2 separate regions of the Zea mays genome follow, and region 2 is linked to region 1. Evidence: chromatin contacts called from public Hi-C data. All regions are on one chromosome and are shown on one strand. The core of a region is the stretch at or near the end of the contact, and the rest is flanking DNA. Distances in the headings are between cores, read along the strand shown.

Region 1 (6,836 bases), core at 2,579-5,078:
CCTCCCGCCGGTGCCATTCCCATCTTCCGCTGCGGGGTGACATTCGGAGGAGGGCTCGTGAACTTGCTGCTGCTGCTTCCTAGATCAAATCTCCTGAACTTTGCTCCGTCTGGGGTGGCGTCAACAGGTCCACCATGTCCTGCAAGGGGTGTTCCTGGACCCAAATTCAAACCAAAGGTCGCGACTGATCTTCTTGGCATGTTGACTTGCGACAGTCGAGACGCTGCTCTCTTTTCGTTTAGCACAGAAAGATGCTCTCTCACAGATGGTAGTATTGCTATCGAAGACCGCCTCTTGGGCTGGATGGGGATTTGTCGAATCACCGGAGTAAGTGAAACGCGCCTTGCTCTGCCAACAGCCTTATTAGGGTCATCCCCAGGATTTGATTTGTTCATCATCACCGGAATGTTCTCTTTGTTGTGGATTGTGGGGGCTTTGAGCCTCCATCTAGAAGGGCCTGAAGGTGGCGCGTTCCTTCCGTGAGGCTGCTTCTGTCTCGTAGGAACAAGTGGCGGCCTTGAGGATCTAGCAGAATCCCTAGAAACCCTTTTCTCATTGCCTAATTCACTTTCCAGCTCTCTAATCTGTACAGAGGAGTACATTTCACAAGTAAAGGTTAGAATACACGGAGGGGCTCAGAGTCTTTAGGAACTAGAAATAACTGGCTCCCCTACTTACCCGTTGCTGATAATTTCTGCATGCTTGTTCAGCATCCTTCACCTGTTGCAAAACATTTCTTCTGTTAACATTTGATTCCATGACAGCATGTATCCAATAGGATCCAAACAAATCAATACAATGAGAATCGAGGCAATACCTTTTCGTTTAGTGTCCTGAAGACATTCTCACGAGAAGCGTACTTGAGCTGCATCAGCTGCAAGCTTTGGTTCAGCTGTGCATTTTCCTTTTCCTCGTGCCGAAGTTTTTCAGTCTGAAATAGATTTTATATATAGTTGATGCAACCAGATCATGTCGTGTCATGACTATTCAGTGTGGGAGATTCAAATTACCATCTGCTTGAACTTCAAACTTTCAGCTGGATCCACTTGCTTACGAGCAGGGCCATGTTCTACAGTCCGGACTCTACTGGCAAAATTGAGTGAACTGAGAGTTTCTCCTGAATCCATAGAGCTTGGACTTATCTGCACGAACATTAGAGTCTTGCAATCGCCGCCTGTAAAAACATAGAACAAGCAAGTTCACCACCAACTTGTCTTTTTTTTTGATACATTCTAGTACACTGATGAAATCAACAGGATATGAAACTTCAACAGTTTGCTAAAAAAACAAAAGTGCAATTGCCACATAAGTAGCAAAAGAAGAAAAGTTACCTAAAGAGCTTTGGAGCAAATGAGTCAACTTGGAATTCCTAGTTGACAGCAAAAAGGAAATGGAGGTAATAAGACCAAGATAATTTAAGCAGCTAAGCAAAGTAGGTGCCTTAGTATGTGATAGCACTAACCGGTATGGAATATGGGAATTTTTTGAGGCAAGGGCAGATATAACATCACCCAAGGCAGATAGTGATTTGTTGATGAACTGTGACTCTTTCAGCCGATCTCCTTCTACCCCAGTTTTAGCTATTCTCTCACTTCCAGCAAGGTCAACCAGCCACATGTGGCTTCTGCTCCTCTGATAAGTCACCAAATGCTCGCTCCTAACAGTGACCCTAACCAAACTGCAAATAGATTGCAAGAGGCAAAATGTTTTATCTCAGTGCTATAGTAATATAGTATAGTAATGATAATTGACAAAAACTGAATCTAAATCATAGTGGTCAACCTTACAAAGTGGAATTATATCCTGGATTATGAACTTAATTAATTAGAATAAACACATAACGCATCATGAAACACCAAAGCCCTCACCTGTGGGAGCGGCTGCTGAGTTCATTAGAATTGGTTGAGCCAACAGATCTATTTTGAGCACCAAACTTCAGTTTCTCCCACACATCATCTATGTTATAAACTGGAGCCTCAACCAAACCATGAACTTCTTGTGTTCCATCAGCATTTTGCTTAATATCCAACCTTGAATTGCAACAACATAACATTGTTAAAGCAATGAATCTTTTCTCACCAAGAGGACAAAGGAAGGAATTATACCTTTTTGATTGATCATTGCTCTCATCAAGAAGATCTCTGATCTTTTCATTGTAAACTTCCAAGATGCTTACGGAAAATGTGTATGCAACAGATGCACTTCTTTTCTCTGACGTTCTGAACAATTCTTCCAAAGCCCGATAATTTACACCCCTATTTTCTGGAACCCCTTCCATTGTGAAAGTTTTCCCAGTTCCTGTTTGCCCATATGCAAAGATGCATACGTTAAAACCATCCATCACTGACCTAACAACATGCACTGTTTCTGAAAAGACGGCCTCTGCACAAAAAGGTTGGAAAGCAACCGATAAATATGTCACCCTTAAACATGTATACTACTAGCATACTTGACAAGTCAGCTAGGTACAGTTTCAGTCAAATATACCTTGGTCATCCTCTGGCCCAAAAACATGATCGAACTTAAAGGGCTTCCTTTCTTTTTCACTGGGCACAAACTGCAGCTCACTCTCCTGTGATGGGTCAATCTCAACAACAGATAAACACCCACGGTTGACCTCATCGGAGCTCAGAGGTCTGCATCTGCAGAACACCCTAATGTTACCTCTTAGCTCAATAAGCTCATTGTACAGACGCCGCCTCTCTGCACACTCGTCTGTGTACTTCTTCTTCAGGCCATTATATCTTGGTTCACACTCCTCGGAACACTTGACCACCTGCTTCTTGTACTTCTTGTACCTCTCCATGAGGTTGTTATACTTCTCCCCTACACACGAACAAATGACAAACACAACAGATAATAATAGGAATCGAAATGCTTCAAATGCTTAAGCAAAGCACGTGTATGACAGTTGCGTGTACCTAGGAAACCGAGGGCAGCGGGGCGGTCAGGAGTACTAATATCCTTCAGCCGCGGTGACAAGATAATGGAGTCCTCTCCTTGATCCCCAAACTCCTGAAGAAAAGACACAATGAAATCAGAAGCGAACAGCCCTACCATATTTTCTCTTGAAACAAAGTTGAACCATCGTTACCAAGGGAGAAAGAGAAAATCAACACTTTCCTGCTTGGTTTCATGTGCGTTTAAGATTTTTCTAGTTCAATTTCTTTGATTGGTCAGATATTTTTATATCTACGATTAAGCACGAGAAGAAATCATGATAATTCCAAGTCGCCGCCACGAATTGGCATCCAAAGGTGTGCTCACCTCCATGAAGCTGCGGAGAGTCTCCCCTACTCCTGCCATCGCCTCCTTCTTTGGTTCCTCCTGCTCCACCTCGCTGCCCACCGCGGCGTTCTCAACTACGAACAATTTCCCCACCATGAGACGGACGCAGCAAACCCTACTGGCCATCTGCTGCAAGAGAACGAACCTGTACCCTGCTGAAGCGACGGCGGCGGCGCGGGATTCAGGTCTCCTCCGGGATCCGCGCAATCCACCGCTCCCGGCTCATCGTCATCTGGCAAGCAAACGCCAGGCCGTTTGAGGCGAAGACGCACACCACGCCAGCGCCCAGCTGGGTACACCCCGACAATAAAGAAACCCTACTCCTAGCCTGAGAACTAAGAAACAGTACCTCGCGTTTGCCACGGCGGGGACGTGGCCGGCGCTGGTGAAGGCGGCGGCGAGGAGGATGCCCCAGCGGCGACCGGATCCGGCTCCATTGCTGCGATCTGGTGGTCGGGGAAGAGGGGATCGCTCGCCCGATCTCGTTGAGCTGGGGGTCGGAGAGGCTTGCGAGGTCGCGACTCGCGAGGATGAGACGTGGGGCAGTTTGGGAATAGCTTGGGGAAGGAGCGCAGGATTCGATTTTTGAATTGGACCGACCGCTGGGGTTTGAGGTTTGGCTGTAGCCTGTAGGGAGATGACCGTTGGAGCGCGTTTGGAATGTTCTAGTTCTCAATTTAGTGTAGATCGGTAGTTTATAATATTCATTTAAATATTTTATGTTCAGACCCGGAGAGGAATTTCTGTTTAAACTGTCTCTATGGTCTCCTCTATAATTTTCTTCTCTATATCTCATTTCTTGTTAATAACATCTTCTATTTCTCATCCCCTCTCTTATATATAGATACATATATTATATACATATTTCCTTCTAAATTTTTTGTACATATATATTTATCATATCCTCAAATATTTTATGTATATTTAAGTTTTATTTAATATATGGTTTGAAGCATTAAAATGGATAAAGGATAGTAGAAAAATATATAAATATAGATGACGCACGAACATCGTTTATGGACGTTGTTGGAGGATACAGGGATAGACCACATAAGGATTAAAAAAGGAAGATTAGGGAATCACCTGTGATGCTATAAATTTGGGATCAAGGAGCCAATGGATGCTGATGATGAGCCCGGATTTAGTGTCCCCTTCCCTTTCTCAGCTTGCAGATTCGACCTTGAATCGGGGAAAGGGGTGCTATAGGTTTTGCAGTGTTCGTCGTAGGATCTAAGAGCAGACCCTTCCCTCTACGGAGTAGGTCATCGACGCATCATGGTTTGGCCCCAAGATTAGGTGACACGGCAGAGAACTCCAGCGTAGCAGCTCTCCTCGATTTTATGGGTCTTCCACCAAACCCATCGAATGTAGGGATTGTTGATCCCAGTTTTACAACAATGAAGATCTTTGACCTCTGGGATCCGAACGACACTAGGAAGACGTAGTGTGCAAAGGAAGCCGAGAGTGGAGGGAAAGAGTTCGTGCCGGCACAGGAGCAAGAGGGAGAGGGGTCGTGTAACTCCATATTTAGCATCTCCAGCGGCGTCCGCTAAATTTACTGAAGGCTATATCAACTCGGAGGTGTAGCAGAGACCACCATCCACTACATTTAGTAGACAAAGTGTTTTAGCATTTTTGCTGGAGACAACTTTACTAGAGATAGTCTTAAACCTCAACAATCCAATTTGTGTACGTTGAGGAGGCAACCCTATTTCCAAGAAAAAAATATGTGCCCGTTTTATTTTCAGCAGGCACCTTCACGCTTAAGTACGGTACTTTCCGTTTAGGACATGTTTTTAGCACACTCGTTCTGATTCATAAACTATCACGTTGTATTTGGCCATTCAAAAAAATCAAAATGTATTGTGCGTGACTTTTCTCCTTTTCCCTTACTCTACGTTCATTCCATCTTATTTAAGGCAGAGGTGGAAGCTCCAGCGACATTGGGCGACTGTGATTTGAGGCATTGCCGACTTATTCTCTCACGTCAACGTAGTGGCAGAAGCTTCATTGATGCGACATGACTTTGATATGTCACGTCAATGTAGTGGAAGTCTCTTGATTTCAGACGACATCAATAGTTTCCTTGTCTATGCTGGCACAGCCTTTATTTTCGCAGCATCAATGTGGAGGGCTAGAGGCAGAGGCAGAGGGGATCCTGTTGGGTGTGTTTTCTTAATCTATCAAGAAGAATGAGCTTGAGTTTGTCTTGTTTTGTCGATCAAAGGACGCCAAGTTGAAGTGGCGGCATGCCAGCACATAAGTTAATGCTTCCTGCCTCTGCCGTCCCGAGCCATCACATTTCTAGGTTGTAAGAAAAATGGATATTGGCCCATTTGACTAAATGATTTTGGTGTTTTATGATCGACATAATCTGTGGACTAATGTATTTGCTAGTGTTTATGTTTGTAGTTCACAGGATGTGAAGAGGATTCAACTGAGGCTCTGAGGATGTAACACCTCAAAAGAAGACCTAAAAGATGCGTAGAAGTCTGAGACTCAAGACCAAAAGATGCCCAAGAAAATAGTGAAGAAATACATGAAGTGGGTAATCGGCTAGCGCTCTGGTGGCGCATCAGACATATTCGGTGTGTACCGAATAGTCTGTGCAGAGAGGTCCACAAACTGGACTCTCGGTTGTTGTAGCACTAGATTGTCCAGTGTACACCGGACAGTTTGGCCAACGGTCGGCTACAACTTTATCAACAGTCGACTGCTATAGACCTCAACGGTCGGCTAACATGGTCAGGGCACCGGACATGTCTGATGTGCACCGGACTGGCTAGTGCGCCCTACGACAGAGCAATCAGCTTTCTGTCCAACAACTATAATTGAGGGGGAGGCTATTTATACCCCTCCAACCAGCCATTTGAAGATGTGGGGGCCCAAACAACATACCAATACATGCTATAGACATTTCCAAGTGTTCAAACACTCACGTGCTTAATAGAAACACTCAATGATTAGCGTAGGTGCTTTGCGAAGTGCTTAGGTTAGTTAGACCGCTTATGCGATTGCTCTAGGTGAATCCTAGTTAGTTGAGTGAGTTTAGAAAAACCCACAAAACCCCTCAGCTCTTGTGTGAGCCGTTGTAATTGTATTAAGTGGGGCGAGAGTCGTACGAGACCGTGACAACCGAGTTTGTGTCACGGCCACCACCGTGTACTAGAGGGAACAAGGCCCGCAGCGTTTCGGTCGGAAGCTTGATAGTGGAGATGGCGGGGAGCGTCTAAGAGGAGCCAAAAGCAGAGCACCACTTGCGCGTGGAGAATGCCCGTGGCTCTCTACGGAGTTACTCGACCGTGGTGCATGGCCCTCGCGTGGGCTACCCTTTGCATAGGGACACCAACGAGGGTTAGTCGGGACTTTGCATGGTTCCGGATACGTTGGTAAAAATACTGGCGTCGTCCACGAGAGTTTGCTTTCTCTACTAGCTCTTTACCTTTCGCATTTACATTAAGTACATAAGTTTCAATGTCTCCTTTCTAGTTAGAATATTTAGGATTGGAACTTAGGTTTTGCGGTAGAGATAGAAACACTTAGACAAA
Region 2 (6,836 bases), core at 1,873-4,372, 250 kb before region 1:
AATGAGCTGGAAGGCTGGAACACAGAACACGAGCATTGTAGTGTACTATATATGTAGGTGCACGCATCGAATGAAACCAGGGACCACCAGCAGCAGTATACATGTTCAATTATTGGGCAAGGGACAGAGGTATAAAAGATGATACTCAAGTAACCCGCTCTACTTATATCACTCTCTCCTTTTATTTCTAGCTTCGCAATGGTCCATCGCACGCACAAGAAACACAAGAATTGTTTTTCGTCTACACTCTTTTAAAAAAAGAAAGTCAGAGATTGACTGAAATCTTCTAAAATCGAGAGACGAGCTGAGAAAAAGGCAAGCTGACTAACAACAGCAGCATGTGGACAAAGCTTGGAACACGATGTCATCATCAATTGACAGCGCGTACACAAACTACGCTGTTGTAGAACCATTAGAATCCTTTGGAACGCGGGAATTTTTTAAATCTCAGAAAACTTCACAGAAATCAGTCCGTTTTTATTAAAAAACATAGAGATTTCCCGCGTTCTAAAGTCGCCCTTAACCAATTCCACGGCACAGCTCAATCGCGCATGAGCTCCAAAAAGTTCTCCGATCGTATACCTACCCCTGACGGCCGCGCTAGCGGCTGAAGTCTCGACGGGAGCCGTCACGGTCCACCTGGCATACGGAGACAAGAAGTTCTTTCGCGGAACCCCTCTACCCAGCAGACGGGACCCCTCACAGTACAATCGGCTGATTGGCCAGGGTCCCACTCCCCGAGACAGTAGCCCACGGAGACCACGTGTGCGGCCCGGGCTGCCGGCCGACCCGATACGCGCGGCACCAGATCCAGCCTCCTGGCACCCGGAACCCGATCTGGGGCCAGGTGGTCGGTGTCCCTTGGTGCGGGTTGTGTGGGTCCATTAACTCGACTCACTCGAGCGTCAGAGGCACGCCACTGGGGAGCTGGAGTTCAAGGCTGGCGTCAGTGTGGCACTCATCGTCACCGACCGACCGACCGACCGCTCCAAGTGAGTCACAAGTTCCGTCGAGGCCAACCCTGCCATGTCCGACGCCGATCGATCTGAGAGCTGACACATGGGCAGCAATATTCTAAGGCCACGCGCAATTTGCAGACACGACAAGAGCCAATCGCAGCACTGAGCAGACTCACCAGGCTGGTGTGCCCAACTGCAACGATGCATTCGAGGCCGTTGGCCGCCCTCGGCCAGACCAGACGGGTCGGGCGGAGACGCTCGAGCGCCCGTAGGCCGTAGCTGCACTGCACGTTTATTTAATATATAAACTACTTCTCCAACATTAAGTGGCGACGCAGCTGCAGTAAACGCATCGCCTAATTGCAAAAGGCCGCCGTACAACCAGTCTGCCATCGGCCTGCGGCCTTCTCCGCGGGACCAGGGACAGGCCAAAGCCCAAAAGGGTGCCCGAGGTGAGGACTGGGGCCGCATGGAGGCGTAGCAAAGCCGAAAAGAGAGAAGGTCGTCGGAGCGTCGGAGGAAAAGCGGTAGGGTTTTGCGATCCTACTTCCTAGCGACCCCGTGATCCCCTTTCACGGGTACTGCTTTCTCCGCCGCCGCCACGACCGACGGCCAGGATTGACTGAGAGGATGGACATGGACACGAAAAAATATATCAGACCACGCGCTCCAATTTTGCACTAGCCTCCAGAAGAAATGGACCCGTGCGGCATCTACATTCCCATTTCACATGAACCAACGCTCCTGTGCAGCTTTAGCAATAATGTCATGATTAAGCGTAATCTGGAAGCCTGTTAATCTCGTGAATCGAAAACATAAAATAAAACTCCCAAAAAGAAGACATTATTTGATATTTTTTATACTAGTGCCATCGTCCCGCCGTTTTACAGTTAGTTAGTTAGGCCCGGAAAGGAGTTTAGTAATAAGAAAAAAATACTTGCGGGAAAGTCACATCTGGCTACCAGATCCAAGAGTTCACGAAGCGGCCGAAATTTATTTGATAATTTTGGAAACTCTAATCTACTAGTGCGGACGTCGAGCTAAAGGAAACGACGACGGATTCTGCATGTCCGAATGCCGGAGGCCGGAACATGAACGGGATGCAGCAGGCAAAGGTAATTAATTGACGCGAGCACGGGAGAATTTAATTTTCGGGTTAGCGTGATTGTACTTACGTCCGTCTGGGACGGTGTCGTCTTCCGTAGAGGGGGCCTTCCGCTCCGACGAATCTCCCGAGGAGTCAGCCCCCGCGTCCGCCTCCTCGTGACACTCCAAGGCGGGGTTGATGACGGTGCCGTCAGCCTCCTCGGCCTCCGGAGCCGGATCCTGGTGTATAGGATCCTGCTGGTGCTCCGGCCTGGGTTCGGGCTCCGCCTCAGAGGGGAGGTCTTCCATGGGATCGTGGATCACCGTGGACGCGACCTCCTCCTCCGAGTAGCAGCAGGGCCCCGCGGCGGCGCGGGCGGCCGCGACGCGGCGCAGCTCGGCGTTGACGTCCGTGACGGGGTAGAACTTCTGCATGTGGAGGACGGGGAACCAGTTGGCGCGTCGGCGGTGGAGCGCGGCGAAGACGGGGTCGTACTCGGCCCCGCCGCCGCCGCCGATCTGCGCCAGGTGTCCGCACAGCGCGTCGATCATCGCGTTCGCGGCCGCGAACTCGCCGCGGAACCACCCGATCACCGCGTCCATGGCCGCCACCTCGGGCGCCGCGGGACCGCCAGCCGCCGCGGCCGAGCCCACCGGCGACCCCGGCATGCCGGCCGCCGTCGTCATCGCTCCCGCGATCGCCAGTCCAAGCTCGTCACCGCCCTGCCTCTCTCTCTCTCCCCCGAATTCCCTACGCCTCTCGTCTCTGCCTCCCCACCTCTCTTCTAGACTTCTAGTAATGGCGTTGGCCCTGGCAAAACAGAGGAAGACGGTGTGTGGGGCTCTGGCTCACCCGGGCGCTCGTACTTATAAATGCCTCGGCGGGTGCCCGTGGCCAGGGCCAGCCCCAATCGGGTGACGTAGCGGCGAGTCGGGAAGCGCGGATCCGGCGTCGAGGCTGAATTGCCGTTAAGGGCCAGGTCGCTTTTGTGCCTGCGACCTACGGGGGGTCGGACCGGACGGGCAACGGGGGTAGTAGGGGGCGCGTGCGGACCGCGCTCGCCACCCACCGGCCGGGCCGCCGGGGCTCAGAGGCAGAGGGTGGCAGCGTCGCCCTACCGGACCTGATATTGGGACGCATGCCGTGCGGTGCGGCACGGAACGTTCTTCGTGGGCGCAGTCTTCTGGACCACGCATGATCCTGGTCGTGCGCTTCAGAGCGGCACGGGCATGTCCGGTTTCTTTTCGAGAAAGAAGCTAGCGATGTATCGTGCACTGTGGATATGTTCCAAATGACGTGGAGAAGGGCGTTGAAGAAGTGGAGATGACAATTTTTGTAACGCGCATAGAGACAATTCAATCTTTGGGACGTTATTCAGCGAACCGGAGAAAAAAGTTATTGGACCCAGCAACTAGATTACATGATCTCGTAGGTGCCGTTCTTCAAATACTATATGTGTTTGTGATGATTGTGTTGTATTTTTTGAGGATATAACATGAAATTAAGGTTGATTGTTATATTGTTCAAGATCACTTAGCATGTGATCGGTTGCGAGACAGATCAGCTGAGAATGGGGTGAACCTGGTTTGAGGGATGAAATGATCTCTAGTCATGTTTGGTTGGAGGGATAGAGCGATCACTATTTGTTGTTTGGTTTGAGAAAGTATATGATCAACATTTGGATTAAAAAAAATGCAAATTGTAGAACATCGTGGCATGGTCATAAGTACTTTGGGCATGAGCTGTAGTTTTTGGAAATTTAGCTTAAAAGCTGGCTTTTTTCTGACTTTTGGCTTGTAGCTATTGACTTCTTTTATATTTTTTGTTTGGCTTCTAGTTGTTGACTTTTGATATTGAATACGATGAGAAGGGGCATGCCTTTCCAACCACCACCCTTGTAGACTTTGATATCACTGCCCTCGAGGGGAATAACATGCCCACCACGGCACCACCTATAGAAGGAACCGCATGCCCATCCTCGATGCAACGCACACGTTTGAAGTCTTATATGTAGTGATGCACAATTTGGAGGAGCTATAAAGGGATGCGAGGCTAAATCAATTACAGATTGCACATCTCCTGCATCACTACAGTTTTTGTAACGCCAATTTTTGTAACGCGCATAGAGACAATTCAATCTTTGGGACGTTATTCAGTGAACCAGAAAAAAAGTTATTGGAGCCACAAACTAGATTACTTGATCTCGTAGGCTCCGTTCTTCAAATATTATATATGTTTGTGATGATTGTGTTGTATTTTTTCAGGATATAACATAAAATTAAGGTTGATCGTTATATTGTTCATGATCACTTAGCATGTGATCGGTTGCGAGACAAGCCAGTTGAGGATGGTGTGGACCTTGGTTTGAGGGATGAAATGATCCCTAGTCATGTTTGGTTGGAGGGATGGACGATCACTATTTGTTGTTTAGTTTGATGAAGTATATGACCAATAATTTGGATTAATAAAATATGTAAATTATACAACATCGTGGCATGGCCATAACTACTTTGGGCATGGCATAACTACTTTGGGCATGACCTGTAGTTTTTGGATCTTTAGCTTAAAAGTTGTTTTTTTTACTTTTGGCTTGTAGCTATTGACTTTTGGTTAATATTTTTTGCAATATTTTTTTGGCTTTTAGTTGTTGACTTTTGTTATTGAATACGACGAGAAGGTGTGTGCCTTTCCGACAGAGAATGACGAGAAGGGGTGTGCCTTTCCAACCACTGCCCCTGTAGACTTTGATATCACTACCACCGAGGGGAATAACATACCCCCCACCTATAGAAGAAACCGCATGTCCATCCCCGATGCAGCTCACATGTTTGAGGTCTTATATGTAGTGATGCACAATTTGGAGGAGCTACAAAGGGGTGCGAGGATAAATCAACTGCATATTGCAAATCTCCTGCATCATGGGTACATCCTATAGCCACAAAACGGCTAACACCTACCGATAAAGCACCTTTCCCTGCTGGCTCCATCATGATGTCCGTCGGGTGCTCGATCGGCTCGTCCTCGACATAGAGTATGGTTAGAATATGAAATTATACGATCAACCTTTTCGACAAATAACAAGAATGCTAATTGTAGAACATTATGGCATGATCATAACTACTTTGTGCCTAAACTATAGTTTTTAGACATTAAGCTTAAAACTGTCTTTTTTAACTTTTGGCTTCTACATATTGATTTTTATAATCTTTTTTGCAATATTTTCTTTTATTTTATAGTTTTTTACTTTTGCTATTGAGTTTTAAAAAAAATCGCTTTTGGGCACATGAGAAGGCAAAACAGATTCTTTGCAGTGCCACATGTTTGTTTGGCACTATTTACATGCTACATTGTTGCATATCTATTTGACAATGTCTATGAGACACTATTTACACACTACAAGACCCCTAGGTTGGCTCCACTTGCTATAACACTACTTTACCCTTCCAAGACAGCTTGCCCTCGAGCTATGTTAATGATCATGGTTGTAGATGACGATATTACCATGGAGACTCAGGGATTAGAAGGATACCATCTGGATGATAAAGTTGCATGTGTACAACCACTTGGATCTCAGCGCGTGTCGAGACTTGTGAGTGGTTCCAACAATGACCAGCGGAGATGCTTTCGCGTAGGGTGATGACGGAATATGGTGACACTATGCAGTGCGTGCATATAAGGGACCTCATGCCTTTTCATCGTCGAATGGTTGTTGGTCCATGCCACATAGGAAAGAGAGGATGGCTTCCGATAGAGAATGATGATAAGGATTGTGCCATTTCCAACTACCACTGCTGTTGGCTTTGAGTATGTTGCTCGCTAGGGGAACAACATGCCTGCCACCCATAGGGGGAAGCACGTGCCCAATATCTCCGATGCAGTGGACACGATTAAGGTCCTCCGTTGTGATATCCTGGCCCTAGAGGATGACGATATCCTCGTCCAAGGCTTAATAAAATTAATAGAGTACTCATATAACAAGGTGCATCTTCTTTTTTTGGAATCCTATCTCGAAAGAACCTCCAAGTTAAGCGTGCTTGTCTTGGAGCAATTTGGGATGGGTGACCGACCATGAAGTTTTCTCGAGTGCGCATGATTGAGGACAAAGTGCACACAAAAGACTCGTGATGGTCTGTGGGGACAATATATGATCCTATAGAGCTGCCAGCAGTAAGTGCTGCTGGTCCGGGAGTGAACGGGGTGTTACAAGTGGTACCAGAGCCGATCCTCGCGGTTTCACGGGTGTGTGTGGGTTAAGGGTTCGGGTATATGGCGCATGGCGCATGTGGCCCCGGAGTGGTCACATGGCATGGCATATGACGTCACTGGACACACATACGTGGCCAAGAAGGGAGGTTCCTAGATTGGGGTTCACCGACGAGGACGTCGGTCTTCTAAGGGGGATGGAATGTGATATCCTGGCCCTAGGGGATGGCGATATCCTGGCCCAAGGCTTAAAAAAATTAATAGAGTATTCATATAACAAGGTGCATCTTCTTTTTCAAAATTCTATCTCGAAAGAACCTCCAAGTTAAGCGTGCTTGGCTTGGAGCAATTTGGGATGGGTGACCGACCGAAAAGTTTTCTGGGGTGTGCATGAGTGAGGATAAAGTGCGCACAAAATACTCGTGTTGGTCTGTGGAGACAATATATGATCCTAGAGAGCTGCCAGCAGTAAGTACCGCCGGTCCGGGAGTGGACAGGGTATTACATTCGTGCAGTGGTGCACAATTTGGAAGAGCTACAAAGGGGTGTGTCGATGTTTCGAATCAGCACCAATGAGTAAATGTGTT

Evidence for each region. Hi-C and Micro-C count contacts between places; a contact is called where the count stands out from the background.
Region 2: a contact with region 1 is called in a Hi-C map of bundle sheath, with 4 times the contacts expected there. The contact joins the promoter of LOC103635534 here to the promoter of LOC100383902 in region 1. A contact is called at or near these places in 13 of 25 Hi-C or Micro-C datasets (bundle sheath, ear, endosperm and 4 more).

What each region holds. Positions count from the first base shown.
Region 1 is chr8:89,583,646-89,590,481 of Zm-B73-REFERENCE-NAM-5.0, reverse strand. LOC100383902 reads right to left here and starts at 3,828. Exons shown (of 13, transcript NM_001362225.1): 1 at 3,638-3,828; 2 at 3,434-3,520; 3 at 3,268-3,362; 4 at 2,922-3,015; 5 at 2,488-2,826; 6 at 2,106-2,382; 7 at 1,869-2,030; 8 at 1,463-1,678; 9 at 1,332-1,369; 10 at 1,011-1,174; 11 at 818-931; 12 at 679-720; 13 at 1-584. The coding sequence starts at 3,725.
Region 2 is chr8:89,829,805-89,836,640 of Zm-B73-REFERENCE-NAM-5.0, reverse strand. LOC103635534 (oxidoreductase 2OG-Fe(II) oxygenase family protein) reads right to left here and starts at 3,122. Exons shown (of 7, transcript XM_008657965.4): 1 at 2,135-3,122. The coding sequence starts at 2,732.